3 separate regions of the Mus musculus genome follow, and regions 1 and 2 are each linked to region 3. A link is a contact called in public Hi-C and HiChIP or PLAC-seq data. All regions are on one chromosome and are shown on one strand. The core of a region is the stretch at or near the end of the contact, and the rest is flanking DNA. Distances in the headings are between cores, read along the strand shown.

What was found. Hi-C and Micro-C count contacts between places; a contact is called where the count stands out from the background. HiChIP or PLAC-seq counts read pairs in DNA pulled down with a chosen protein or histone mark.
Region 1: a contact with region 3 is called in a Hi-C map of bone marrow-derived macrophages, with 34 read pairs. The contact joins two enhancer-like sites. A contact is called at or near these places in 1 of 15 datasets of contacts at CTCF or cohesin (the NIH/3T3 cell line), 3 of 484 Hi-C or Micro-C datasets (bone marrow-derived macrophages, macrophages and uterus), 3 of 115 datasets of contacts at active chromatin or transcription factors (bone marrow-derived dendritic cells, microglia and pancreatic cancer cells) and 2 of 9 other capture datasets (adipose tissue and liver).
Region 2: a contact with region 3 is called in an H3K4me3 HiChIP or PLAC-seq map of bone marrow-derived macrophages, with 3 times the contacts expected there. The contact joins the promoter of Naa20 here to the enhancer-like site in region 3. A contact is called at or near these places in 6 of 39 promoter capture datasets (hippocampal neurons, liver, macrophages and 2 more), 2 of 484 Hi-C or Micro-C datasets (bone marrow-derived macrophages and nephron progenitors), 5 of 115 datasets of contacts at active chromatin or transcription factors (bone marrow-derived macrophages, embryonic stem cells, epiblast stem cells and 2 more) and 3 of 9 other capture datasets (adipose tissue, liver and macrophages).

Annotation. Positions count from the first base shown.
Region 1 is chr2:145,858,719-145,862,734 of GRCm38.p6, reverse strand. Rin2 (Ras and Rab interactor 2) reads right to left here. Exons shown (of 13, transcript NM_028724.4): 9 at 1,561-2,721. Among named protein-coding and RNA genes, the nearest start is that of Gm39954, 33 kb to the left of the region's middle. Within about 2 kb of position 2,639, at least 284 of the 459 cell types and tissues checked have an H3K27ac peak or open chromatin away from gene starts, as enhancers often do. A contact at or near this core is called in bone marrow-derived dendritic cells, bone marrow-derived macrophages and pancreatic cancer cells, where this site is marked.
Region 2 is chr2:145,901,321-145,905,315 of GRCm38.p6, reverse strand. Naa20 (N(alpha)-acetyltransferase 20, NatB catalytic subunit) reads right to left here and starts at 2,075. Exons shown (of 6, transcript NM_001141965.1): 1 at 1,954-2,075. The coding sequence starts at 2,006.
Region 3 is chr2:145,728,578-145,732,148 of GRCm38.p6, reverse strand. The region is part of intron 2 of BC039771 (cDNA sequence BC039771); the gene reads right to left. Among named protein-coding and RNA genes, the nearest start is that of Gm34513, 6.5 kb to the right of the region's middle. Within about 2 kb of position 1,453, at least 39 of the 459 cell types and tissues checked have an H3K27ac peak or open chromatin away from gene starts, as enhancers often do. A contact at or near this core is called in bone marrow-derived dendritic cells, bone marrow-derived macrophages and pancreatic cancer cells, where this site is marked.

The DNA.
Region 1 (4,016 bases), core at 1,390-3,889, 130 kb before region 3:
GTACAGAGCTTCATACCAGTTCAAGCTCTGAACTTACCAGCTACTAGATGGTGTGGGCTGGCATACAATCTGCCTTCCTCCATTCCTCAAGAGATAGAAAGCATTTTGACTAGGGTGTGTACGGAAGGGGAGGAGAGCGCTCACTGAAGCAGCCTGTCCAGGCTTCTCGTTCAAATGGGAGGCTCTATAGAGATGGGTTTCCTTTCTTACTAGGGGTCCCTGTGAACATGATGTTGGAAGGGGTCTTCAGGAGAGAAAAGACTCTCGGGCTGCAGGGGAAAGAGGGAACTTGTGTGGATATTCTGCATTCTGCAGAAGTCTCCTGAAAATGATTTCCATTCTTAGGCGTAGCACAAAGGCACATTCCTTTCAGCCACTTTCTCTGGAGCACCCGAGCTCCTTTAGCCACGCCCAAACAGAACCCTGGGCTAGGTCAGAGTCCCACAAGAAAACAAACAAGGCTTTGAGTCTTTTGTGACCAAATCAAAGAGCTGCTCAAATTGAGAGAGAGAGAGAGAGAGAGAGAGAGAGAGAGAGAGAGAGAGAGAGAGAGAGAGAGAGAGAGAGAGAGAAACACATGCTCTACCACACACTGTTTACTACTTTTGACAAACACACCCAATCAGAAAGAAGAAATCTGAGTTTAGCTAAACCATGGAAATGTTTGTAAACTCTTGGCTGTTGCTGCCCACTGAGTGAAGTCTCTGAAATTAACCTTTTAAGAGTCAATGCGTGAAACAAAAACAAAACAACAACACGATCAACAGCAGCAGCAGCAACAACAACTACAAAAACCCTGGCTACTCCCGCCCTGGAAAAAAAGACTGCTTGCCAAATTCAAATTTGCCTTGGCAAGATGCTTACCAAAGTAACAATTCAGCTCTCCTGTGAGGTTACAAAGAAAGCATTTCCCCTTGACTCTGGAGAGAATGCCTTTCATGTGATCTTCGAATTATGTCACTTAAAGGTACACCAAATAAACTTCTCTTTCCTATTTCTTGTTTCTTCCCACACTGCCTAATACAGACTCTGTAGGATGAAAACCAACAGGGAGGTCCACTTGAGGCTGGACAGGAACAAGGTCCCTGAGGGTTGGTCTGTGTTCTTTTCTCTGGGTTGGGGGGCTTGGACACAGGTGTGCTCCCCCCACCTCGCCCCTAGTCTTCATACTCCTAGCATATGCTACAAAACAAAAGCACCCACAACCTCTGGAAAGACAGTGAAAAATACTGTCAGTAAGCATGCAGGTTACAGAAGGACGCACAGCCAGAAAATGCTCAACAGATGTGTCACACGCATAGAGCAAGAGCAGGCAGCAACTGGGACCTTTCAAAGTGGTACAACCCCCACCCCTGGATAGAATCCTTCTGCAGTTCTAAACATCTGAAGCTTGGTGTGTAGCATCTGCCTAAAAAAGGGAGATCTTTCCATTCAATTCAGATGGGAGAGTGTGTCATTTGGAACTCCAGGTTAAACTTCATCCCAGACAACTAACAGGACACACCGGCTGACAAGGGTTACAGTACATTTTATGCCTGAAATGGGTAGAAGGGCACTTACCAATTTGGTCTTCTGGGATCAGTGACTCAATAGGGGGGTCCAGTTCAGAGCTCTGAGACAAATAGTTCTTGACCTGGGTCATAAACTGCCGGATGGTCTGCAGCATATCGGTGCTGGACACATGGCACTCCTTGTTCTCCTTCAGGAAGCTCACGTAGTCCTGCACCAAGCACCCAAAATAGGTGCATTTGTCCCGGGACAGCTCGGCGATCCTGCGGACCATCCGCTTCTCAGGGGTCATGAAGGAGCTGAACACCCCGCTCATCTTTCGCAACTGGGACTTGACAAGCTTGGGCAGCACAAAAGAGCTGTTCCTCTTCTTTTTGGACTTGATGGGAGGTGCCATGGTCTCTTGGTCACTCTCCCCTTCGTAGTCCTCCAGGCTGCTGGTGGTGTCAGCCTCGTACCCATACAGAGGCATGCTCCGGTCGAACTCCAGCGAGTCGGAGGAGGAAGTGGAAAGGCTCATGTCGCTCAGCCTCTGCCTGGCTCCATGGCACGGTGGTGGCTGTGATTCAGAGCCGGGCGGCGGCGCCCTTGTGCAATCCCCGGGGGCGTCCCTAGGCGGGGCTCCACCTGCGTGCCCAGCTGTGCCCATCTCTAACTCCAGCTCTAGCTCGGGCTCCGGCTCCGACCTCCGGCTGGGCCGGCGGGCAGTCAAGGTCTTGGCGCTGCTTTCTGCTTCCAAAAAAGAAGCCTGCTTCTTCAGCCGGGGTGGAGGGATGGGAGTTGGTTTTGTTCCAAGCAGAGCTACGTTCCCATGTTTGCTATGGTTGACTGTTTCTGGCATGCTCGTCTGGGGTTCAGTCCTGGATAGCCCAGGGCTTGTGTGCAGACTATTAATAGCGGGTGGCGGGGGCCTGGGTGGGGGGGACCGAGGTCTCTCGGTGCCATTCGCGTTGGGAGTCCTTGTGCTCGGCCGCTTTGGGCCTGTGCTGAGGTCCTGGCTGTGCACTTTCAAGAAAAGAGGATTAATAAAACACAAGGCTCCGTTGGTCTGGCTGCACTCCAGCTCCGAAGGCGTCCTGGTTTTTATAGAATGCACTCCATTTATAAGGCAGAGCTGACGCAAGGAGGCAGGGCAGATGCCGGCTGAGGGAAGAGGCCTATGGGGAGGTGGGGAGTTCAGGGGTTTGTTGTCTGCCGAGGAGCTCCAAAAATCTGTAAGTCATTATCAGCAAAGACAAGAATGTAAATATAGTGCACTCGGGACATTCCTACACACACACACACACACACACACACACACACACACACACACACTGTGGGGCAACAGGGGCTTAACTTGGGGTCTGCTTTTTTCCTTTGATCCTCTCCGCCCCCCTTTCCCTTACTGGAAAGGGCATGAAGGCAGCTATGGGTTCACAGGGAGACGCCACCAGGGGCCTCTCACCTTCAAAGCCTTTGAGAAAGGTTGGCTGAGCCAACAGGCAGCTCCAGCCCAGCCCTTCACACAGGTAAGAAGGACAAAGAAAACTGGAATGAGTCCAGGATAAGCTCGTAAAAGACACGGAACTACTGAGCCTGTGCTTTTCAAAATCCCACTTAGCCTAGAGAGCAACGCCACCCTTTCCAATCTACTTCTCCCGGGTGCCCTCCAAGGAGGAGGCGGCCAGCCAAGGAATCCATCTGGCCTCCAAGTTCCCCTTTATGAGGTAGGACCAGCAGCTGGGCCTGGGGGATATTACACAACCTACTTGTGGTTTTACAGATTCAGCATTAAAACCCAACAAAGAGGGAAAACGGCATTCAAGGGTCCCATCCCTACAGGGGGTAGACTAGGGATACAGAGTGAGTGTGTGTGTCTGTGTGTGTGTGTGTTCATATTAGGTTCTAGACATCAAACACTGTGTAGTCTGATTGTCAACCTATCCAAAAACCAAAGTCCTAAAATCTTAAAAAGAATTCTCTTTCCATCTAGGAGGAAAATATTTTAACTAAAGTTAAACTCATACTGATTCTGCCAGAGCATTGGGGTAAAGTCAAACCAGGTGAACTGTGTGTATTGTCAGCCACTGTGTGGTAGAATCTTGCTGTGGGGTGGGGGTGGGGCGACTAGCAGAAGCAGACTTACAGTGAGTCCCACCTGCCTGAGTAAGGACCTTAGGTAGGATGAGGGACATGGCCCACAGCAGTGTGTGTGTGTGTGTGTGTGTGTGTGTGTGTGTGTGTGTGTGTGTGTGTGTATAGCTGATTAAGAGGGGAAGAGACAGGTGTCATTAAGAGATCTTCATCCTTACTCTCCTCACAGCACCAGAGTAGCAGAGGTGCCTCTGTACCACTGAGGATAAAAGCCCCACACTGCACCTCTCTTTCCCTTAGTGCTGCCTTTCCCCAGAAAGACGCCACAGGAAGGGAAGGCTCTGGCATCTCAAACAGGCTTATGCTGAGCTCACTACTTCTGGGGAGCCCTGCTAGTTTGATGAGAGGAGATTTAGGGGTTACCGAGGCACACT
Region 2 (3,995 bases), core at 826-3,325, 170 kb before region 3:
AAAGTGGGTTCCTTCACTGGCATTAACAAGAGGAGGCGTCACCAAGCCAGATGCGCTGAGACCTGATGTTTAATAGGCGTCCATGTGTATTTTCCTTCTACCTTCTCCATTTCCCTATTACTCTCTTCCTAGAGCTTCATATGCAGATGCTTTATCTCGGTTTCTTAAGTTCAGGCTCTGTATCATCTACACAGCATCTCCCTTTACCACTCCAGTCTATTGCCTCAGTGGCTTGCCTGCCTACTCTATTGCCTCTAATCAACACCTTGTACTCAGTAGATCAGAATTCAGACTGAAGAATTTTTAGACACTATGTGCCTGTACCTTTAAAGGACACCCCCCCCAATTATTCCCTAATACAACCGTATTGGAAGCACTTATAAAATATGTACGTTGTACTATATAAGTATTCTATTGATTTACAGTACATGGAAGTGCTTGGGCTATTTGCATACCACTCCATTGCAATAAGGGGGTTGCACATCACTGAATCTTGGTGTATCATAGAATCAATCTCCTGTGGATACCAAAGGATCTCAGACTTGTGATCCTCCAACCTCAGCCTGAGTGCCAGGATCAACCTTTTTCATTTATTGAATGGGTATGGGTTTTATATGTCTGTGTGTTACATGCATACCTGGTGCTTACTCAAGCCAGGAAAGGCCAGCAGCTTCTTGGAACTAGTATTACAATCAAGTGTGAGCCTCCATGTGGAGTGAACCCCTGTCCTCTGGAAGAGCACCCAGTACTTTTAACAACTGAACCATCTCCAGCTCCATGGGACCAATTTTTTAACAACCACCAGGGCCAGTCTCCACCTACTCCACGTCAGGGTTCTGTGTGTGCAATCCCTTCCCTCACCCAGAAACTGAGGACATCAGCACATGACAGAATTTGTGAAGATTTAAGGGCCTATTATTACATGAGCGCCTGCCACAAGTACTAAAATGCACAGAGGATTCAACACAAGCGGGACCTAACCGAAATCTCACAAGATCGGATCTGAACCAATTAAACACGATAATTAAACCTGGCTTCACCTGAAGCAAAGGCCTACCCTGCTTCACACTCCATTTTCCTGCAGCCTTCTCCAGAGTTTCCTCCTTGCCAAATTTCCTTCATCAAGGTTCATCCCCTCTTTGAAATGTCCATCATCCCAGAGTTTCTTCCCTTCTGTTACCTAAACCTTCCGGTCCATACTTCTTACTACGTTATATCAAGCAAATAACCGAGGTCATGTGTCTACAGGAGTTCGCGGTGAAATGCTGAGCTTTTTAAATGGTCATAATTTGGATTCCAAACTAAATTTTTTTTTCTTTTTAAAAAGCGAGAAGGGGAGAACGGCAAATCACGGGTTTTTAAATTTTGGACTGAAAAGAAACCACACAGCACCGGGGAGTCTTCAGTACATTGGATCCCCAACCAAAAAAAAAAAAATGTAGTCTAGCTGGGTGTGGTGGGGCATGCCTTTAATCCCAGCACTAGTAAGACAGGAAGACATATCTGTGAGGTTTAGGCCAGCCTCGTCTACAGAGAGTTCCTGGAGCCCAGGGATACGAAATGAACCCTGTCTTTTTTTTTTTTTTTTTTTTTTTTTTAAGAGAAAAAGAAAAAAACCCAAGGCAGTCTACTTTGGGCGCTCCGCTACTGTAACTACCAAGCACAAACCACAACTTGCTGAGAGGGCCCGGAGCATCGCAAGGTTACTTCACTGGGATACAATTTAACCAGGACCGCGCTCCTTCCCCGCCCTCCCTCCGCAGTGAGGCCGCCTCAGGGAGCGGGCGCGGGGTGTCCAGCCCGGCTCCGCATCATCCCGGGCGCACCGGGAGCGCCGCGCCTCGGCCAAGGTCACCGGTCAGCGCGCCCGCGCAGCGTCCACCCGGCCCACGGCCCCGCGAGGCTGACCCCGTCCCGCGCCGCGAAGACAGAGGCCGGCCGTGCCTCACTCACATGTTGTTGAAGCGGAACAGGTCGTCGCAGGTGAAGGCCCGGAGCGTGGTCATTGCGCCGCCGCCAGCCTCCAACCCGCTCGGCGCGACCCCGCGCCCGCACTACCGGAAGTACTCGCGCCCGCGGCCGCCATGGGGTGGGACAAAGAACTACTTCCGGACCAGAGGTTGCTGGGCAACAAGAGTAGCGTCGTAGCTCTCTCTGGCGGCTGAAATCAGCAATTGCCTTAATGATCCGCGCCCCGCAGACCCTTTCCAAAAAGTAGGCAGAGTAGTAACAAGGAGAAAGAAGCTGGAGTCAGAGAGCCAAATCGTAAAAGCAAGCTTCAAAACTACAAAGATGCTTCACAGGGTGAGTTAGGAAGTGATCCCTAAAAGGATGGCTCAGGGCCTCTTCTCTCAACCACTGTCATGAACCAGGGATGTGACCTTAAATTTTCTAGCACATTAAAATTATTTAGAAGAAAGGAAGGAAAGAAGGAAGGAAAGGAGGGAGAGAGGGAGGGAGAGAAAGAGAGAGAGAGGAAGAAAAAGAAAGGAAGGAAGGAAGAACAGAAAGAAAGAAAGAAAGAAAGAAAGAGAGAGAGAGAGAGAGAGAGAGAAAGAGAAAGAAAGAAAGAAAGAAAGAAAGAAAGAAAGAAAGAAAGATTATCTGTATAAAAAATGTGAATATCTTATCTTATTTTGGCAATAAGACTTTGAAATCTGGTCCATATATTTGCAGTTTATTTTAATCCGAGAGAAAAATGATCAGAACTATTTGTTTTCGATGCTGATTTTAATAAATGTGTGATTAAAGAGCAGATCAAGCCAGGAATAGTGCCTTACACCTGTAATCCCAGTAGTAAGGAGACAGAGACAAGAGGCTGTTAGTGAGCCTCGAAAACCCTGGTCTATATAGTGAGTTCCAGGCCAGTCAAGGACACATAGTGTGACCGTCTCAAATACATGCATACAAGATGATAGAGCTATCAAAGTAATCCAAACATGTTTCCAAATAACCAAATGAAACATTATCTCATGTCTAAGTTGAAAGTTAACCATTAGGAATTACATTCTTTCATCTGGCCTGCTACATTTTAAGCACCAGCCCAGCGTCTCCACGGCATAGACCCAGTGACTGAGGAGACTATGTACTGTCGGGCTGTGAAGCTGCCTTCCCCTCTTCTCCTTACCAGCAGTTGGGGTGGTCCTGGAGAACATGCTGCTGAGCTCAAACCAATCCAACTCAGCGAGATGCCTACATTACAGCAGACTCACATCCCCAACTCCTTTGGGACTCAGTTGCTCCGCAGGTGTCTTGGGAATTCCTTGGCCAAACCTGAGGGCCAGGTGTGGTGGAGAAGAAAGCAAATGGTTGAAAGAGCAGGTAGTCCCAGTGGCTCCTCGCCAAGCTTTGTCTCTAAGCCTGATGAAGTAAATTATACAATGAATAATTGTAAACATGGGTATGACAGGCCCGAAAGTATATATATAACTGCTACTATGGTAGAAAGGTGGAGTTTGACACCATGAGTTCAGCTTCTACCCTCTATTCACTTACTTTGGCAAAATATGCCATGAAATGAACAGTAAAATATATTTTTGAGGGAAGTTGAGGTTATGATGCTTATACAAATGGAAAAAATGGACAAAGTCAGAAAGAGTCTGAACTAACCAGTAAGAGAGATATGGTAGTCTACTCAAGGAAAATTTTAAATGCATGTGGTTAAAACAAAGACAAAATTGAGAGGGGGGGACATGTGGGGGAATATGAATTTGATGGGTGTATATATGCTCATATTTCATTGTATGTGTGTATGAAATTCTCAAGAATAAAAATGTTTTAAGCCAGTGAATGTAAGTAAATTTGCTTTTTTTCATGAATAAGTGTATCATTATACAAAGAAAACTATAAGTAAAATACACACAGCATATTCAAACATGATCCCAGGACTTAGAAAGATGAAGGAGAATCTTGTCTTCCAGACCAGCCTGTGCTACATAGCAAGACCCTGTGTCAAACATCAATAAAAAACAGAGTAAATAAATGGCCAAGGTGCT
Region 3 (3,571 bases), core at 204-2,703:
TTGTGTGTATTTTAAACCATGTCACAACCTCTTTTAAACTATGAGCATTAACAATTATTAAATCTTTATAGGTCTGACAGGTAACATAACACTTCACTACTACTGAAATTCACAGCAATCAGGATTTGAATGCCAATGTGTGCTTTTAGCTCTTGACTGAAGCTCAGACTCTACATCCAATCCATGAGAACTTGATCCTCAGCCTTGGCCCTCCACAGTACCTGACCCCAAACAAGCTACTGACCATGGAGTGATTTTAATTTTGAAAATATAAAGGTAATTTTCCAGTATCTTTCAGCTTCCATTTTGCCAGGCTTGGTGGTAAGGGCCTTTACAGACCGAGCCTTCTCTCTGTCTCTTGATCCAGCTTTGTATGCTTGTGACTCAGCTTAGGGTCAGTGACATCCACCCCTTTCCAGGAGGCACTGTTTGCTACCAGTGTTTCTATCCCTAAGTTTCCATGTTGGGAAGCTTACAGGAAACCTGAGGTAAAAATTCAGTCTTGGGCTGGAGAGATGGTTCAGCGGTTAAGAGCACTGACTCCTCTTCCAAAGGTCCTGAGTTCAAATCCCAGCAACCATCCGTAATGAGATCTGACGCCTTCTTCTGCTGTGTCTCAAGACAGCTACAGTGTACTTACATATAATAATAAATCAATCTTTGGGCCGAAGCGAGCAGAGGTCCTGAGTTCAATTTCCCGCAACCACATGATAGCTTACAACCATCTGCACAGCTACGGTGTACTCAGATACATAATACAAATAAATAAATCTTTTTTAAAAACTCAGTCTTAACACTACCTAAAGCTGAAAGCAAAACTGACCTTCTGACACGTGTCCAGCCTGTAACTACTTTACATGTTTGTCCCCATTCTTAAACTACTTTGTCTCATGAACCTGAAAGGTTTGTTTTACAATAAGTAAGAAAAGGGCCTCATGTAGAGGTGGGGTCCCATCTACCTTTGGGGCTGATAATCTCGAGCTTTCTATGGACAAGATGACACGGAGTGGAAACTACTGAAAATACCTGAGCGTAACTAAGGTACCACTTTCAGAATGACTTGGTACGTCTCGTCTAAGGAGGGACAGAAAAAAAAAAAAAAAAAAAAAAAAAAAAACTCTTGCCTCGAATTTCTCTGAAATTAGACTCAAGTAAGTTCAAATGTGTTTGGGGTATATGAATCCGTTCCAAGTTTTTCAAAGCTGCATCTATATGGTAAAATTCAAGTCACTCACAAACATGTACCATGAACCCGTGGGGATGGTGATGCTCAACTCTTATAACTGCACCTTGTGAGTAGAAGTGAGTCCACCAATGAGACAGCTTTGTCTTTTCTCAATATGAGATTTATCTGTACATTATAAATAAAGAGGAACCCATGCACTGCTACAAAGCAGACACATCCTCAAGACTGGGCCTTTTGTCACTTCCCCAAAGCAGGATGTGGCGGCCACCTTTATCCCACTCCCTCAGGGTAGCTATTCAGCTGGTGCTGGCCAATGGCACACAAGGTGGCTTGCTCAGTCATGACAAATCAGCTTCCCAGAGGGCTGTGGGGGCAATTTAGTGATCCTGAGGAAGTGAATGGTTCTGAATCATGGAGCCGAGGGTAGAAGAAAAAAAAACAAAACAAAAAACAAAAACGAACCATGATTCACATTATCCAAAAGAAAAGGTTAAGGAGCAGGGGTTTGGGGACTACAGATTGAAACCACATAAACACACTTCAGTATCAGCAAATACCACACCGAGAATGTCGGGGTGGCTTCCGCTTTTATGGCGTGTAAAGGAGCAGCAGAAAAGTGACTTTCCAAAACAAAGAAACGCAATGATGACAAAGTAAACCAGCATCGTCCCAGTGCAACTGCACAAAACAACTGAACTCTTGTCAGCAAACTCAGGAGTGGTGAGAAGCAAAGGGGAGCAATGTAATAGTTTTTGATACTCTTCAACATTCCTTTATATGCCTTCTTTGATTTCTTTTGCATACCACCAAACTTTGAAACTTTGACTTTTTGCTTTATATTCCTTTTATCTTTACATATAAAAGCTTCTGCTGTATTGTCTTTTCTCTAGCATAATTTAATTCTCAAAATGAATTACTTAATAGCTTTAGATAAGAGGATAAGATTAAATCCATTCAAATGAAATAAAAAAAAAAACCAAAACAAACAAATCTGATTATCTCACAAGCAATCTTCAAAGTTACTGGAATCCATCACTATGGAACCTTCTGGAAGCAAACACAAAGCCATGAAGCTCAGACTCGATGTATGAGCTTATTACAACCACGCAGAAACAAATGTTGAGCCTCTTTGTGAGTAGAAAAACAAGACATAGCCAAATTTCATAAAATTAATTCATAGTATTGAATTAATGTTTGGAGGGGATCTAGTTTATTTTGGCCCTATAGATGAGCATGTAGACTTTAAAAATCAGGGGCTGAATGACTTTAACAATGTGGGTGGGGAGGGGGAGCAGCCTTGGGTAGAATGTTACATGACTGCAGCAGTTGCTGTGAACAGTCACCATGAGTCAGGATCAGGAAGCATCGGGCTGGTGGAGGCACCGAGGAAGAGAAAAAAAGAGGGCAGAGGAGGTGTACAGCACGGTCACCTATCCACGTACCACTCACAAACCTAAATGCTCAAGAGAGTCGAGCCTGCAGCAGACAGCCTGGGTATAGATAGCGTCAGAGTGGCTGGCTTTGGGTGACTCTCTTCCCCACGTTTGTGAATCTCCTACGGCCAAGCTTCTCAAACCTCAGCAATCCCTGCTTTCACACCCCACTTGTGACTTTTCAAGTACACATTTACGTCTCACCTGCCATGAAACGGTTCAGAGCAAACACGAGAAACACTTGCTTTCTGTGTTCAGCATTTAAGGATACCGTGTTTTATTCTAAACTACACAGCACATTTTGTCACTTAGTAAGACCCAAAGATATTATCGATCATTTCACATGAAACATTTGGGATCATATTACCAACACATCTAGTTTTCTATAAGTTATCTATGTTTCCAAATGCCTCCCTCCTTAAAACATGTTAAAACTATACCCCAGACATAAAGACAGTATTTTCTGGTTGAACTTGTCAATATTTTTGGCTACAGAATTATGATATAACAGCTCATCGTGGGTGAATTTAAATCTGTTTTTTTTTTACACCAAAAGTATCATTTTTATCACAAAAGCAAAACAAAGCCATCGAAAATGTAGAAGAGAGAATTTTAAAGCCTCAGCCCTACTTGTTAATCTTCTGGAGTGTACCATTCCAGAATCTGCACTCACCAACTTCTGCCTCACTTACTTAATATTGTAGCTTATTATAGCCAAGACCCCATGGTGGGCCTCTAATCATCATCACGCATTTCTTCTGCCACAATAGAAGTGTCTTGAGGAAACGTGTCGAAGGACTTTGGCTCATGATGAACTTCCCTTAGCCCCGAGCAGCATCCTGTGCACTGTGAGGCTCCATAGGATTCAGTAAATGACAAGGTGGGTCTCACTGAGTATCAGGAGACAGCAAATAAATTGAACAACAGTCTTTTTCTGCCTCATTTTTTAAAA